Regions from separate parts of the Oryctolagus cuniculus genome. Here region 1 is linked to region 2. A link is a contact called in public Micro-C data. All regions are on one chromosome and are shown on one strand. Each heading gives the region's core, a stretch centred on a gene start, on an enhancer-like site or on the middle of the called end of the contact. The rest is flanking DNA. Distances are from core to core; before and after follow the strand shown.

What was found. Hi-C and Micro-C count contacts between places; a contact is called where the count stands out from the background.
Region 1: a contact with region 2 is called in a Micro-C map of ear pinna, with 3 times the contacts expected there. The contact joins the enhancer-like site here to the promoter of CDS2 in region 2. A contact is called at or near these places in 3 of 6 Hi-C or Micro-C datasets (ear pinna, liver and an unstated tissue).

Annotation. Positions count from the first base shown.
Region 1 is chr11:30,240,154-30,245,191 of mOryCun1.1, reverse strand. All of the region lies in intron 1 of CDS2 (CDP-diacylglycerol synthase 2), which reads right to left. Among named protein-coding and RNA genes, the nearest start is that of CDS2, 43 kb to the right of the region's middle. Within about 2 kb of position 2,786, at least 5 of the 8 cell types and tissues checked have an H3K27ac peak or open chromatin away from gene starts, as enhancers often do. A contact at or near this core is called in ear pinna, where this site is marked.
Region 2 is chr11:30,195,545-30,200,745 of mOryCun1.1, reverse strand. CDS2 (CDP-diacylglycerol synthase 2) reads right to left here and starts at 1,419. Exons shown (of 13, transcript XM_008256281.4): 1 at 1,056-1,419. The coding sequence starts at 1,112.

The DNA of each region.
Region 1 (5,038 bases), core at 1,537-4,036, 43 kb before region 2:
TACGTGTGCAAGCCCAGCAACAGCCAGGCAGTTTTAAGTTGCACTAACAATTTGAATTTCCCCGAAGAATGAACACAAACATGAAATTGAATGGGATTTCATATTATGTTTAATGGCCCAACAGTTTTATCAGATTATTGGTCAGTTTTTTTGCTATCTTCTGCCTTCCTTTAGACTGGCTTATGGGTGTTTTTATGCACTCCTGTCTTCCCCCAGCCTTCTGCAAACCTCTCACCCCAGTCACTGTTATTCCCAACACTCCCTCCCAGCACTGACATGATGGGGCCTTTTTTAATAAACACTTCCCCAGTTACCCAGAAGCTCCCTAAAAATGGTTCCACATACCTTCTCATTACAGCCCCATGCCTGACCCACAGAAAAACACTTACTAATGGATGCAAAGACAGGAGAGAGGGAAAGACAGGAATTCATTCCAGGTATGGCTAAGAGATACTCAGCCCCTGCCGCGTGGTGACAGCTATTTCTCCACTCACTGACAGCTGTGGTACAAACAGTGCAGACTGTGCATACAGAGACAGGCACCCACAGAGATGGCCTAGTCAGTAGGGCCAAAGCTCCTGACAACATGACTTGCTCCTTACTTTGTCCAGCTGAGCCAGGGGCCTCTGGACAAGCACTGCGGGGGCCTGCGTTGGTGTCCTCACCTCATAAAAAAGGCCTCCCTGTGGCGATGCCCTGAAGAGCTACAGCACACTCCCACCCAGGGCTATGCTGTACTCCACTGCCCCAAGAGGTTCTGAAATACTGCACCACCCCGGTGCTGTCCCTCTCTATTAGAGACAACAAGAGCCATGGCTCCCATTCTTTAGGGTACATTTACACCGGCACTTGGCGGCAGCCACCTGTAATACAAGGCCTGCGACCATTTGGCTCTGACCGCTGAAGCTTGGGCCATCGAAATGTGAGCACCCCAGCTCTGACAAGGCCAGACAGAGGCTCTCCGAAGCCACAACCACTGAGCTCAAGCACAGTAGGCAGGCAGGCAGGCAAGAGGGCACTCGCTGCTCCTACTCAGAGAAGGCCCCACACCGGGTTATTTTTAACTTGTGCATCCTGTTGTCAAGGAGACTCTCAAAGGCTGCTGGCTTCCCAGGCAGGGAAGGGCCGGAACAGAGCCCAGCAGCGGCCTGCAGGGGAAGGCCTGTGCTGAGTCTCGCAGGGCCATCCGGCCTCCTTTCATGAACCTTAGCCCAGCACTGTATTCTCTTAACCCTGACTGCTCCCTTCTTGCAGGAAGAGGTGAAGAGAAGAAAGGTATCCTGAGGCAGACTAGTAGAGGAGACAGAGAACTATCAGACACTGTGACTGTCCTTACTACCAAGATTTCAAGGTGACTGGGATGAACAAAGAAATGAAGGAAGGGCCCAGAAAGGACAAGCCTAAAGAAGAATCACTCTCTGGGCTGTACCTGCCTATAAGCCAGGAACATCAGGATTCACCCAAGCCTGCAGAACAAGCACTCTCGGAGCTAGATCTGGAGTCGCTGCCTGCACAGCAGACCAGCCCTACAGAGACCACCACACACCCACAGGCAGAAATGGGACCACAGGTGGGGGAAGTCAGCTAGCTCTCCTGACCCCCAGGTGTGGACATCACAGCAGAGTAGAAACCTTTAAGAACCTGCAAGCTGGCAGCTTCCTAACTCACTCTCATACCATCCCCAAAGTGAGGTGAAGGAAGCCAAGTGCTGGTTGCAGCTTCCACGGTGGACCTGGAAGGAGGGGGTGCTCAGGCCTAAGTTCTTGCCCAGAAGAAAAGTGGCAGACGCTGGGCCAAGAATCAGAGATGCTGAGCACATCTGTCAGTCTGCTCCTGCAGGGGATGGCGAGACAGGCAGATGTGCAGCAGGAAGACTCGGTAGGAGCCGGATACTGCTTCCCTGGCAACAGGGTTCTGCTGTACCACCCTTCCCAATCCCAGTCCACCAGGAATTTGACTACACAGGCGCATGAGTGCCTTCAACACCCACCCAGGCAACCTGAGCGCCCTTCCCAAGGGAGCTGAGGGGGACAGTGGCCATCAGCCTTGCTGGGGCCTGGTTGTTAATAAATTATTTGAGCTCAGCTTTTGCCTACCTGCCTTTCTCTCTCTCATCTGCAGGCCCAAGGTATCTGCAATGCAAAGGCTACCTGTTAAAGCAACAGTACTTGTCAGTGCTCTCCACAGCAGAGTGTGTGCACCACACAGTCCACTAAGGTGGGAGATCATTCTAGAGCTTACTTCTGCTTCTTTCCTGTGCATGCTTTTCATGCATATCAGTGCATGCAGATACCTTAATAAGTTAGCTGTAAACAGGGGCACACGCTGAACACAATATACACCTGCTGGGCACGGTGCTGTCAGGGGCTGTGGGCACTTGTTCACCACTGCACTGAGCAGTGTCTGGAACAGTGGGCACCCAGAGATTTGTTGAATTAATGAGCTCATCCATTCAACTTGAATTTCCATGGACCAAAGTGTCTATCTGCACTGACAATATGCTGGCACCCCTGAGTTCCAGTTCACAAGCCCCACATACTCCCCCATCTCCCCTGCCTCTGCAGAGGCTCTGGCAGCAGGACCAGACTAGTGTGTCCACTGCCACCTCAATGGTAGGGGGTGGGTGTGAAGGCCCAGCCCGGGGGCAGCACTTCCCCCTTCAGGCTATCTCACCACTCCCAGGCGGCCCCTCCTCCTTCCTTTCTGGCCCGGAACAGAGGACTATCTCAAAAAAACACCGCCCATCCTCCCACAGTTCCTCAGCACTTCCCCTAGGGTTGTGGCGTTGATGTAAACAGGAAACAAGAGCCTTGCTCTAAAAGGAAAGGGAAAGAAGCTCCTCTGGAGGCCCCTTTCCTTTCCGTTCATGCAGACTCTCACCTCCTGACAGGCAGAGGCACTGGGTGATGTGTTCTGGTACAAGGGCTTGGTGACAGCAGTCCGCACTTCTGGAGAAACTTTTGCTCAAAAAGCTCCCCCAACCAGCTTTCCAGGGCCCCTCTAACCTCACCCCACTGTGGGGTCCAGAACAGCATGGACCTTGCCTTCAACACAGGCAAGAGAAGCAGAGCATGGGAGAGGAAGTTCCTAGTGTCAAGGTGTGGCTCTGCCCGGGACCTGGCTCAGTCCAGCACAGCGTGTGTAGCAAGGGAGACAGCAGCCAGCCCAGGAAAGCAGGGCCGGGGGCAGGCTCTGAGGCTCCTTGCACTCAGGGCAGGCCTCCACTCCAGCGGCTCTCTAGGTGGACACCTCATGGGCTCATGTCCCGCCCGCCTCTTCTCACCTCCTCCTAATTCTCAGAATTTCCTGAAGGCCTGACCTGGGCTGACAAAGTGTCATTCTGAGGTTCCCTTTAGGTTATCAGTTGGTGTCAGGGGCCTATCCTCCTACCTCAGAACCTCTAAAGATGGCACAGTGACACCACCTGACCAAAAAGCTGTGGCTAGGGCTAGACAGAGAACCCTGGCAACCCGCCAGTCGGGCTCCAGGCAGGGGACACCCCACACCCCATTTCTTTACTGGTGCCAACTCAGCTTTATACCTTACTAATAACATATAATTTATAATATATATATTCTGTTCATGTTTGCCTAAAAGGAGCTAATAATTAGGGAAAGAAAATAAGTGGTGCCATTCATTAGGTTTCCCTGCTTTTTTTCTTTCATCTTCTGAGAAACCGCTTTAAAAAGTGGTGTTCAAGGCCCGGGTTGGTTACTTTTCCAACGACTCTGTCCTTTTCACTGGCATTGCATACTGTTAGGAAACTGGTGCAGTTTTAGCCACATGGCTGCAAGGCCCAGCTACCTGAGCCAGGCTCCACCCCCATCCTAATGGGATTCGCTGCTCCAGCTTCCCTGCCCGCCCTCAGGCAAAGTTTTAAAAGGGCCTGTTCCTGAACACGTGCTCTCTTGGTTCTCTCTTGACTCTTCTCTCTCGGTTCCTCTCTCTAGCCTCCTCTGGTCTCTTGGCTCTCTCTCTCGGCTCCTCTCCTCCTCTCGTCTCTTCTCCCTCTCCTCTGGCTCTCTCAAACTTTCTCTTTTTCCTTCACTGCCCCTTCACTCCGGTCTGTTGGGTGTTCCCCAATAAACCTTTTCCCTTACTCCAGTGTCCGGTGTGTTTTGAGATGGCTAACATTAATATGTAACACATACTACAAACTATTTCTTACACAGCTTTATATGCAAATTACAAACCTCCTGCTGGAGAAAAGCCATTACTCTGAGTCTAACCTTTCTACTAAATATCTGCCATTTTCTTAATCAAGGACAGTGGCCAGATGTCCAGGCAGTCAACTCCCCCACTCAAGTAGACAGGGCTCTGGAGAGAAATTGCCAGAGACAGGAGGGTCCTTAATAAGGACCGGAGACTCAAATATCCCTCTCAGAGCCAAGTCTGAGATCCTACTGGAATAAATATGTATGTGTATGTGTGTGTCTGTGCAGTATTGATAATAACAAAGGTATTCCTAGCCCTTCCTAATGTTAACCACATCTGAAGAGTTCAATTGTCAGAACAAAAGATCAAACATCCTTTGGCACAGTGGGTTAAGGCACTGCTTAGGATAGGATGTCCACATCTCTTATCAGAATGGCTGGTTGAGTCCTGGGTACTCTGCTTTGGATATAGCTTTCTGCTAATGAACAACCTGGAAAACAGGTGACAGGTAGCTCAAATATTGTTCCTGGCTCCTAGCTTGGGCCTGGTCCAACCCTGACTATTGGCAGGCATTTGGGGAATGAACCAGCAAATGGGAGACACCTCTATCTCTCTCTCTACCTTTTAAATAAAATAAATAACTTTAAAAAAGTGAGGAGAGGGGCCGGTACTGTGGCTTAGCAAGTAAAGCCACCACCTGCAGTGCCAGCATCTCATATGGGCACTGGTTTGAGTCCCAGCTGCTCCACTTCCAACCCAGTTCTCTGCTATGGCTTGGGAAAGCAGAAGATAGCCCAAGTTCCTGGGCCCCTGCACCCGCGTGGGAGACCCGGAAGAAGCTCCTAGCTTCAGATAGGTACAGCTCTGGCTGTTGCAGCCATCT
Region 2 (5,201 bases), core at 170-2,669:
TCCTGAAGTCTCCCTAATGCCCCTTTCTTCTAGTGATCTAAGTACAGGCCACAGAAGTCGGTGCTGTGGGTCTGGTATAAGGCAACAGGGACAGTGCAATAATGATCGCCAAGTCCAGCCTACTGCTGCTCAGGTGAGAATGCGATGCCAGACCCTCCAATTACCCAAGGCAGGTAAGAAATTCAGAGTGTTGGGAGGATCTTCTGATTTTTAAGACAAAACATCATCTGTGGGCAACCCCCCAGCGTTAACCAGTCCCCATCACCCTAGCCCAGGCTCCCTCAGTGTATTCCACACACCAGGGCAAGATCAACTTCCAAATACACTGCTAACTACAAAAGCACCAATCCGACCGCCAAGTCCCAACCCTTCCGCTGCCATCCAGCGTCCACAGAATATCAGCCCCTGCCCACCTTCCCCCTAAACGAGAGGAGTCCGCTCCCCATCCTCACCCCGCCTCACAACCTGTGTCCCCGCCAAGATGGCCTCCTCCTTACCTTTCTCCTCTACCCCATCAGTGCCCACGCTTGGCGCAGCAAACAAGCCTGGCCAGGTGCACCCTGCAACACCTGCTGACCGCCGAGCCGCTCCACGGCGTGAATCAACACACCTCTCTGCTCAAAGCCAACGGATTTTTACTCCCCGGGAGAGATTTCGATCTCCCAGGAGGCAATGCCCTGTGGCCTTGTCTTGACTCCCTCAGCCTCAAAATAAATACATAACATGTTACAGGGGGCGCAGAGACTAAGTCGCGCCTCCCAGGAAGGCCTCGGGGAGCTAAGGGACCCCGACCGGCCCTGCGAGGGAGCCGCCTTGCTCGCAACCCCGGCGTGCTCCTTCCTGCGCCCCCCAGGTAGACTCGGAGCCCTGTCCCGGGCCCCGGTCCGCTGACCCGCGACGCGCGGGGGCCCCGAGGACCCTCTGCGCTGCCCAGGCCCGGGGCCGCCGCCGGCCGCGACAAAAGGGTCAGCGAGGCGACTCCTAGGTGCGCGCCCCACGCTGGGCCACCGGGGGCCGCCGCGGCCCGGCCGCGCCCACCACAACGCTGCCGCTACCTTGTCCTCGGGAACTGAGTCCGGCTCGCGGGCCACCCTCTGCCTCAGCTCCGTCATGCTGGTGAGCAGCGCGGCCGCCGGAGCGGGCAGCTCAGAGCGGGCGCGCGCGGACTCTCTCGGCCGGCCCAGTCCAGCCCCGGCGCTCTACAGCTCCGCAGCGGTTCACAGGCCCCTCCACAGCCGAGCCGACAGCTCCGGAGCTCGGCCCCGCCCAGCACCGTCGCCGCCGCACCAGCAGCAGCCCTTCCACTCCGGCCGAGCACGGTCTGCCTGCCCCAGCCCCGGCTGGCTCGCTCCTCCTCCCGGGAAGAGGGTTCGGAGCGAGCGCGCACGCGCACTGCCGCCATCACAGCCGGCGAGATCCACCAATGGTGCGAATATGCCAGGGAGGCAGGGCTGAGGGGCGGAGCCGAGCGGAGCGGAGAGGCGAGCGTTGGGTGGCAGCGTGAGGGGGCGGGAAGAGGCGTGCGTTTCCGAGCGAGATCAACCAATGGGAGCTGCCTCTTGACCGTGGTAGACTGGCGGGACGCCCGGGGTCCGGAAGGTAACGGGTTGCTGAGGGCTAGAGGCGCTGCCCAGGGCTCTCGCGCGCTTGGTACTCATGGCCCTCGGCTTCGGGTCTTCAGTGGCCAGGGCTCTTGCTTTTCACACCTGTGGACATTTGTGCGGCCTTAATTGGAGAGCCCAGGTCGGCCAGCCTGCCTAGGAGAAGGGAATCACGTGATAAGGAAACTTGGGACTGCGTGGCTTCGCCAAGCGGTCTCCAGCAATCACGCACGGAGCGCCGATTGTGCGTTAGGCGCGGAGCGGAGGCGTAGCTTTGGTTGTTTAGTTGCTCTAGTACACGTCCCAAGTGCTTGTTGAATGGGTGTGAAGCTCCTAAGGGGAAAGTGACTTCGCTTACAGCCCCACGGCTAGGCAGCAACGAGCTAACAGGAATCCGGACGCGGAGATATCTATCAGCGAGCTCCCCCTTTAACCTGCTTACTGTCCTGTACTGCCTGTGGCCTGCCCGGACTCACGGCTGCCTCTGTTCCAGCACTGCCTTCAGTGCCTCCGATTCACTGCCGCGTCAGGGATGCAAAGTTAGGATAACTACCCTTCACCATGTTGGAGTCTAACACAGAGAGACATCTGCACACAGAGGGGTTGCTAGTTCCTATCACCAGTTTTGGCCCAAGCTGTGCGTTTTGGGGAAAGGAGTGAGAATTTCGAGAAGGGCATCAGATATTCCTGATTTCTATAGGAGCATGTTTGCATGTTCCCGTAACAGTCTAAATAGATTGGAAGGAGCACTGAACTCTGAACCCTGTTTCCTATTTAACGACATTGCCCAAACACTTCAGTTTTGTTTTTGTTTGTTTTGAAAGATACCACTCCCTTTGGGCCATAATTTATTACAAGAAAGTTTGCTTTTTGAGTCCTACATGGTCTTTCATTATTGATAAAAGTAAACAACATACTGATGGTAATTTGAAAACTCCTTTAATCTGAAAACCCTGTGACCACCACTTTGACCAATGTCAGTGATCACTTCCTGACCTGGAGAGCAGTTGGCTTTTTAAGATTTATTTTATTTGAAAGGAAGAGTTTCAGACAGGCAGAGGCTGAGTGAGAGAGGGAGAAAGGTGTTCCATCTGATGTTTCACTCTCCAGATGGCTGCAATGGCCAGAGCTGTGCCTATCCAAAGCCAGGAGTCAGGAGCTTCTTCCAGGTCTCCCACATGGGTGCAGGGGCCCAAGCACTTGGGCCATCTTCTACTGCTTTCCCAGGCCATAGCAGAGAGCTGGATCAGAAGTGAAGCAGCCGGACACTGCAGGCGGCAGCTTTATCCACTATGCCACATCACCAGCCCCCAGGTCGCCTCTTGAGTAAATGAAGCTTCAAGGTTTATCAGCTGCAGGCCCTGAAAGTTCATCTTCTGGAACAGGTGGAGGTGTTAGTGGCCAGAGCCGCACCTCACTGTGAAAGCTCACATGGGAGTGAGTGAGCCTGAGAGCCGTTTCAGAAGCTCAGCTGTCTCCTTTCAAACCCAGCCTAAACCAATGTCAGAATGCCTGTGTGATTGCCACGAAGGACAATGACCTCAAACAGACCCGTGGTGACCTTCCTCATGCTCAGCCCTCCCAGGCAGAGTTCAGAACAAGTACATCCCGGAAGTCAGTGTCTGAAGAGCAGGGATCAGGTACTCAGACATGTCTGAAAGCCATGCTGATGCTGATGGGCTTTTAGGACAGCTCTAAGACCTTTCCCTCAACTGTAGAATGAAATCTTAAAATCTCCCTCCACCTCTTGCCCAAATAAGAATTTTGTTGCTTTCCATCACTTTGCACCTCCTGTCTACCTGATCTTCCCTGTTGCTCCTTATGTGAACTGTCTTCTAGGATCATTTCTTCCAGGGTTGGGACAGCAATTTCTTTTCGTTACACTCCTTAGTTGGTTCCATTGGTTTTAGATGCTATGTTGGTTAACAGAGGTCATTAACGTGGGATTCCTAGTCCCCTAGAATATGCAGGCTGACTGCAGGTTCTAAGCAGGCAGCTATTGCTGCAATTATTATTCTATAATTAAAACACTGCCCCTCATCTTGATCCTTGAAAACTGCAGTAAACAGTACAAATGGCATGAAAATTCTTCAATTCCCTGAATAGTCATTTCCCTTCTTTAGAGAATTGTCAATGAGCAATTCTTTAAACAAAAAAGGAATAAATTTGTTAAAGGACTGTCAAAAACAGGTTTATCCCTCATTTGCCTTTCTACTTCTTAGTCTGACAAATGTTCTCTTCTGACTCAGTTTCATAAGATGACAAACAAAATAGAATTGGGACTGGAATATGCGGAATTGTCAAAATTTGTAAACTCCAAATAATGTAAAGCTGCACTCCTGTGAACTTACTTTTTACATCATTAGTCATTCCATCTAAACTATGTCAGTATCCTCTAACAAGCAAAGGTCTTTTTTCAAAGCATTAATAGTCTCCATGAGGGCACAAGTGGCTATAAGCAGAACTATTAATCACACACGCTGTGAGAGTGTGTCTCAGGTCTCAGTCCTGATTGCTCATTAGCATTATCTGGGCAGCTTCTAAGGTATGCTAATGGAGAGAACCCACCAGAATAATCAAAGAAGAATTTCTGGAGATGAGGCCTGAGTGGGGATAAGTTTCTTCTTCTTCTCTTTTTTTTTTTCTTAATTTTCCCAAATGTGTCTAAGATATAACAAAGACAGAGTTACAGAGAGAGTTTAGAGACAGAGAGAGAGGTCTTCCATCTGCTGGTTCACTCCCCAGATGGCCACAACAGCAGAAGCTGCACTGATCCTAAGCCAGGAGCCAGGAGCTTCTTCCGGGTGCAGGGGCCCAAGGACTTGGGGCATCTTCTGCTATCCCAGGCCATAGCAGAGAGCTGAATCGGAAGAGGAGCAGCTGGGACCTGAACCAGCGCCCATATTGGAGGCCGGCACTTCAGGCCAGAGCATTAGCCCGCTGCACCCCATGAAGCGCTATTTTAAAAGTCATGTAGCATTCTGTCTTACAGATTTACTATAATTTACCTTCCAAAGGCGAATTTTGCTAGACTTGAAAGCTTCCAATTTTATGAGAATTATTAATAATTCTGTAGGAAACATTCTTACATGGGAGGAATTTAACTGCCATTTAAAATGTTTTCAAACTGATTACACTCTGATTTAGCATTAAATCAAAATGCTATTAGGTAAGCAAAGAGTAGCACTCTGAAAATGAGTAGCAGAACTTAAACATTTGTTATTAGTGAAGCAAAAAAAAAATCTTTTTCAGGGAAGCTGAAACTATAACAGACCCCAAAAAGGGAAATATCCCCAAACAGATGAGACTGGATTATGTTTTTGCGCTAAGATGGGTGAGAAAGGAAATCCACTCATAAAGCAAGAAAGTGCCAGCGTCGAAGCTTACAAGGCTTGGGAGAAAATTCCAGACACAATAGAGGAGCAGCCTTGAGAAACACTGCATCATCAACACAGCGCTTAAGCAGACAGAAGACGGCATTATATGGAAAAGCAGCAATGTCAGCAACTGAGTAGGAAACTCTGAAGGTGGAGAAATAGTAGGAATGCCTAACTCGATTTTGTTTATATATTTTTTAATATATGCACAAGAGTAATATAG